Regions from separate parts of the Rattus norvegicus genome. Here region 2 is linked to region 1. The links are chromatin contacts, called in public Hi-C maps. All regions are on one chromosome and are shown on one strand. The core of a region is the stretch at or near the end of the contact, and the rest is flanking DNA. Distances in the headings are between cores, read along the strand shown.

The links. Hi-C and Micro-C count contacts between places; a contact is called where the count stands out from the background.
Region 2: a Hi-C map of liver shows a contact between it and region 1, with 9 times the contacts expected there. The contact joins the enhancer-like site here to the promoter of Hes1 in region 1. A contact is called at or near these places in 2 of 12 Hi-C or Micro-C datasets (kidney and liver).

Annotation. Positions count from the first base shown.
Region 1 is chr11:84,211,395-84,214,572 of GRCr8, forward strand. Hes1 (hes family bHLH transcription factor 1) reads right to left here and starts at 1,651. Exons shown (of 4, transcript NM_024360.4): 1 at 1,345-1,651; 2 at 1,105-1,200; 3 at 780-867; 4 at 1-160. The coding sequence starts at 1,452.
Region 2 is chr11:84,300,120-84,303,354 of GRCr8, forward strand. No RefSeq gene overlaps it. Among named protein-coding and RNA genes, the nearest start is that of Hes1, 89 kb to the left of the region's middle. Within about 2 kb of position 1,537, at least 8 of the 93 cell types and tissues checked have an H3K27ac peak or open chromatin away from gene starts, as enhancers often do. A contact at or near this core is called in liver, where this site is marked.

The DNA of each region.
Region 1 (3,178 bases), core at 401-2,900:
TTGATCTGGGTCATGCAGTTGGCCAGGTGGCCCAGCAGCCGAGTGCGCACCTCGGTGTTAACGCCCTCACACGTGGACAGGAAGCGGGTCACCTCGTTCATGCACTCGCTGAAGCCGGCGCGGTACTTCCCCAACACGCTCGGGTCTGTGCTGAGAGCGGCTGCAGGCCAGAAGGAGAAAAGACGGGTCACCGAACAGCCCTGGCCCCGGAGCCACAGCCTCCGGCCCTGGGAGGTCCCCGCCGCGCGCCTCCGGAACCACCTGGGGTTGGGAGGGTGGGGTAGGCTAAGAACAGCCAGCTCCTTCTCCCTAGGTTGGGTACAGAAGCCAGGACACTCCCTCCATCTAAACCGATCTCAGCTCCAGATCTGCTATCCCTAGTCCCGCGCGGGACCTGACCTTGGGCAATGCCACCCAAGGCGCCTTCCAAACCCTACTTCCCCTCCTGCGGCAGGGGTTGGACCGGTGCTAAGCCACTGACCCCTACCTTCTATCCAGCCTCAAACTGCCTCAGTCCTACGTCCTTTCGCCCTCACCGGCTTCCACAACAGCCAAGCTGCCCACCACCCTTCTCGGCTACAACCTCTCCCTCCATTTCCGGAGCAGTAACAACTTGGGAGTTGTGGCTATAAATAAGACCCAGACCGTGGGAACGCGGAGTGAGCCAAGGCAGTAAAATGTAGCTGAATGCCTCTCACAACCGCGGGCGGAAGTCTGGAAGAAATCAGCGCGGGCCGAGAGGGACACCCGCAGAGAGGGGACGCACGCGCGGTCCTCACCGGTCATCTGCGCCCGCTGCAGGTTCCGGAGGTGCTTCACTGTCATTTCCAGAATGTCTGCCTTCTCCAGCTTGGAATGCCGGGAGCTCTGCGCAGGGGAAACAAGGGATGAAAGTGAGACCCCCCTTGTCAGCTGCCTCCGAGTTCTGAAGCTCCCCATCCGCATGTCCCACATCCCAGGGTCTTGCGGCCTCTCTCCCGCCTGTGGGAACGCAGTGCTGGTGGGGTAAGATCCACACACAGCAGGCAAAGAGTTTAGCTCTTTGTGCCTGGGAAATGCCATTACATTCGTAATTTCATTTAAAAAAATGCATTGCTCACTTACATCTTTCTTAAGTGCATCCAAAATCAGTGTTTTCAGTTGGCTCAAACTTTCATTTATTCTTGCCCGGCGCCTCTTCTCCATGATAGGCTTTGATGACTGCAAAGGGGGGAAAAGAGGTCCTGAGTTCCCACGGGATCTGCCATTTCACCCCGAGATTTTAAGAGAAAAGTAAAAGGAACCCCATTGCGCGCACCCCATTTAATTTCTAGGGCCATTAGAGAGATGCAGGTACTGTCTTACCTTTCTGTGCTCAGAGGCTGTCTTTGGTTTGTCCGGTGTCGTGTTGACACTGGCTGGGGTAGCAGCCACCGGGGACGAGGAATTTTTCTCCATTATATCAGCTGGCATTTTCCTTTTTTTCTTTCTTCTCAATCCCCAGAGAATTTTATTTTTGGAATCCTTCACGCAAAAAAAATATTTTTTTGCTTACGTCCCCTTTACTTGGCTTTCATAAGAAAAACTACGGAGCAGTTGAGGGTTTATTATGTCTTAGGGCTACTTTGTGATCGGTAGCGCTATTCCAGGACCAAGGAGAGAGGTAGACGGGGGATTCCGCTGTTATCAGCACCAGCTCCAGATCCAGTGTGATCCGCAGGCCCTGGCGGCCTCTATATATATCTGGGACTGCACGCGAACGGCTCGTGTGAAACTTCCCAAACTTTCTTTCCCACAGTAACTTTCAGCCAATGGGAGGAAGAGACACGCGGCACCGCTCGTGGACTGCGCCCCCCCATTGGCCGCCAGGCACAAGGTCTGGCGGCCAATGGCGCGCGCCTGAGCCCAGGGCACCGGAGGCTACAACGTCAATCAAAAGGATTTTAACCCTTTGCTAACTCCTCTGGGCTTTGCTTTAGAGGATTTTTTTTCCCCCGTCTTGGTTTTAGTCTGGTCTATTTCTTTTGTGGCCACATCTTTGGTTTTTGTTTTTCTTCCTACAAGCAATATAGCTACTTTATATAATAAGTTCGTTTGAAAAATATTTTGAAAAGATATAGGCCAAAATTAAGTGATTAAATTTCTGTCTTCATGAATTCTGTTCGAACTCTGTATGTTTAGTGGAGTGAAAACTGCTCATGTGGGGCGGAGGGTCAATACCACCCCCCAAAAAAACCCAAATACTCCCTTATCCTCCCCCCAAATGCCTTCACAGGCAGGGTTTTCGGAGGAGCAAGGTGCCTTTTGGGTGCCTGTCTCCTATCCAGCCCGTTCATTCCTCTCCTGGAATTGCAGTTTTAGACCTCACGCTTCTCCAGGAAACAATCAGAATAATTTCCTACTGGGCAGAAAGGAAATGGAATTTCAAATGAAAAAAATGAACAAGGGGGCTTTGATAGCAATGCCACAGGAGGGGCGCGCTCGCTCCTCTGCCACTCTCTACCTCTTCAGGCTCTCAGTTGGCAGTGGGGAGAGACCGGAGACAAGGGAGTTGGTCCTCTCTCCTCACCCCGCGGGCGGCCAAGGCGGCCTCGGCGCCCGGCGCGCGAGCCCTTTAAGAGCTCCACCAGCCGAGCTGCAGTTTGACATCAGCCGGCCGGCGAGGGCGCGCCTGGAGTCGGAGCACGTGCCAGGATGTTTTATTGCCGCCGCGGCTGCGGCCGGGGCCCAGAGGATGTGTGTGTGCGTGCGTGTGTGAGTGTGTGTGCGCGCGCCCCGGGGGCAGGGAGGCGGAGGCCGGCGGCGGGCGGCCGGGAGCGGGGGCCGCCTCTAGTCCCCGGGAGAAGCCAAGAAGGTAAATAGCAGCTGCTGTGCTCGAGCCTGGGAAAACCCCGCCCCCTGCGCCTGGCCCGGGCTCATTGGCGCGCGCTGCGTGTGGGGTGTGTGCGTGCGAGTGTGTGCCTGTGTGTGTGTCCGTGTGTCCGGGGCCCCCTCCTCCGGCCTGGGCGAGCCAGGAATCCGTGGGGGCGGCGGTCTGAAAGCTGAGCCCCCGCGCTGGCCTCCCTTCCCCCGCCCTGGCCAAGGTCAGCCCTTCCGGGCGGGGAGCGCACGCCCAGGAGTGGCGATCGGGGAATTCGTGTCCCCCCCCTTCTTCCCACCCCCAGCCCGCCCGGACTCCGGGCTTGGGGATTTGAGCGAG
Region 2 (3,235 bases), core at 287-2,786, 89 kb after region 1:
TGTGCGTGTGTGCGAATATGCCCATGTGTGTTTGTATGTGCATGCGGGTGCACACCAGTGCTTGAGAGCATTCCCGCACTCGAATGCAGGCTTGTGGAAGTCAGACGCTTTGGATTCCCTGGGGCCTTTGGACACGGGTGCTGGGGACTACACTTGGGTCCCAGGCAAAAGCAGTACGTGCTCTTACGCGCTGAGCCATCTCTTCTGACACTTTGAAACCTGTCGGACCGGTTGGCTCTCCCTTTTGGGAGGATGAGAATGTCACAGAGTTGTGGGTGTGAGCTGTGTTCTCTGCACCCTTTCCTTGGGAGGTGTATGGTGAAGGCTGGGAGAAGATGCCTCTCTAAGATCCAGGCTCCTGGGCTTGTTCCAAGTGCACCTAAACTTTTTGAGCTTGAACGTTAGGCTTTTTGTGGCTTTGTTGACATTCACGGTCTGCCCCCACCACCACCACCCCATGCAAGGTCATTTATTTTGTGGTCTCCCTTCAGTGGTTGAATTCCAATTCTCTTGGTGGTAGGCTAGGCTGGGAGAAAAGGGGAGGCGAGGAGGGGCTTTGTTAGGCGAGGCAGAGGCTGCTGCTGTGCTGGAGGCTGGGTTTCACACGCCCTCAGTACTCTGCAGTGGGAAGGTACGGGGTGGGGGCAGTTTTTCAGAGTGCGAATTGCAAAGTAGTTACAGATTCCCAAAGTTGGAAGCGATCTTGGGTCAGGTTTCCATCCACTCGACCTGAGAGAATCCTACGTGAGGCTTACAGTTCTAGAAATGGGGGGTCCGAGAGGTGTGGTGACACATCGGAGGTCTTCCTGGGAGCCAGTCAGCAGAGTGTGAACTGTGCACTCTCCCTGGCTGCCAGGAAGCTCTCAGCCTCTGGATTTGCTTCTGTACCCTATGACCTACTTTTACTGTCCCCGGACTCTGGGAAGGCCACCCAGCTTTGAGGTTTTTGGCAAATGTCTTGAATGGGCTGTCACTCACTCCAGCTTTTCAAAAGGCAGCTCCTTGAGAAGCCAGCTGTGGCGCCCACTGCCGCTCTCCTGGCAAGTTGTCCATGGCTTAGGAAGAATCGGCCATGGAGGGTTTGAGGAGACTTATTGACACCTTCACAAAGGCTTGGTCTAGGCATAAATCCTGACCAGAGTGCTAAAGAGAAATGTACGAAATGATATATGCTCACAGGGAGACCCTCACCGTCGCCTTCCCACACTCATCCATAGAATTAACTTCCAGGGGGGAAAAATGCAAAAGAGGAAGAATTCAAATAGGGCCAGACCTGTTGACTGCATCTGAAGAGAGGGGCCAAGAGACCACTACTAACTTAACTGATCAAGTAAGGCTTCCCACAGAAAAAAAATCACTCAAAAGACTTGCTTTAAAAATGTTACCTTTCACCAGAGAGTTCTAGAAGGAACAGCCCCTCTCACAAGGCCTGTGCCAGTCCCATCTAGAGAGAAAACGTGGGGATAGAGTAGGGATGGCTATTGTCTGAGATCGAGGCCAGAGGTAGTGGCAGGGTCAAGAGCAGCCCCTGGTCTTTCCTGCCTGTCTAGGGCTTAACCTCACCATGTGGCTGTTTGCCTGGGTGAAGATCAAGGCTGCACCTCTGTGTTGCTCAAGCAGGTACCTTGGCAGCCTGCCAGGTGACAGCACAGAGCTGACCTCAGCCTGATAACAGGGTAGGAATGAACTCCCTTCCCCAGCTTTCGGGCTCCAGGAGAGAGATGACAGAAAGCCACAGGGTAGGTGCAGGCATGATTCCAAGTCTCCTCAAGAGCTTCCTGAGGTGAAGTGACCAAGGGTGGGGATGGCGGAAAAACATGTATATGTTAACTGAGGCCCCGGAGGCACTGACCATTTCCAAGACTCTTTCAGTGTGGGAGCTCAGGCAGCTATGCAGCCGGTATGGGCAAGAAGAAAAGCTGGGACCCAACAGGGCATTCGTCAGGGGTAGGGGAGGCCCAACAACCTACAGGCCTAAAAGAGGTGACAGAGAGGTCACTTTTAGCACAGAGGAGACAGGTCCCAGCTGGGGAGGTGGAGGGCTGCTGGTGCAGTAAGTAGGCAGGCAAGGTAGGGAGTCCTCTGGTTCTCCTAGGAGTGACCCATTGTGTCAGGGCCCCACGGCTCAGCAGCCTTAAGCACTCAGGCTTTGCAATCAGACAGAGGGCTGACTCAGCCTCTTACCACCTGTGTGAGCACAGGCAAGTTACTTAACTCTTTGAGCTTTAGCTTCCTTATTGGGAGGGTGGGGATTAGAATGCCAACTCATAGGTCATCGCTGGGACTTTAACACAACAATGTTTCAAATGTTTATCGGAGTGGGACTTTAATACAACAATGTTTCAAATGTTTATCAGAGGTGCCTGGTACCCAGTGTAGATCATCACCATTGTCTTTGTCCTTCCGGGGTCGTTTCTAAAGACTGTGAAACTGCTGGTGTATAGAACCAGAATCTTTACGGAACTTGAATTCTTTTTTTTCCCTGGTACCGAGGAGAGATACAAGAGTGAAAGAATCCATTTGTCCTTTCTGTGAGACCTGGCTGTTTCTTTTGATTTCAGCTAGAGTGGATGGGGACAGTAAGACGTGAGGAGTGGCAATGTGGCTGTATGTCCGCATGCTTCCAAACGCTCTTTCTTACGATGGAGGCTGGAAATGAGGTCCTTCCTTCCCTGTCTTTGTTGAGGCTACTTTTGTCCCCCAGTTCTTGCTAATCTTTATGGTAGGGCAAGGGAGTTAGAAAGCTGACTCCAGATCTAGCTTAAAGCCTTGCCTTGACCCCATGCCTTAGGTAGAAGCCGTTGTCTCTCAGTACTCTATGTGGAACCAGGTGACCTCTCTCTGAGGGCTTAAGCTTGCCTGGCCAGTCTGGTTACTCCAGGCAAGATTCTTCCACGAGTTCTTCCTCAGAGCCTGGGGACCCTTCCTCGGCCTTTGGGCTGTATTGCACTCATAGGCTATGACTCACAGGAGGATTAGGAAAGTGTTGTGCTTTGAGGCATCCTGAGAAAGGGTCTACAACCTCCAACAGACCCGGGGGTGGATCAGGAGTCAGAGCAGGGACTTGTGCAGAATTTCTACAGGCCGAGGTATATCCCTCAAAGACCTCAGCTGTACCTCAAAATCAGCTTAGCACAAATATTTAAAGAACTGAAGTAGAAGATGATTGGCAGGCAGTGAGTGGTCTTGGTCTGAACCCGACTCCACAAAACAATCACACGACGGCAGAGACTAT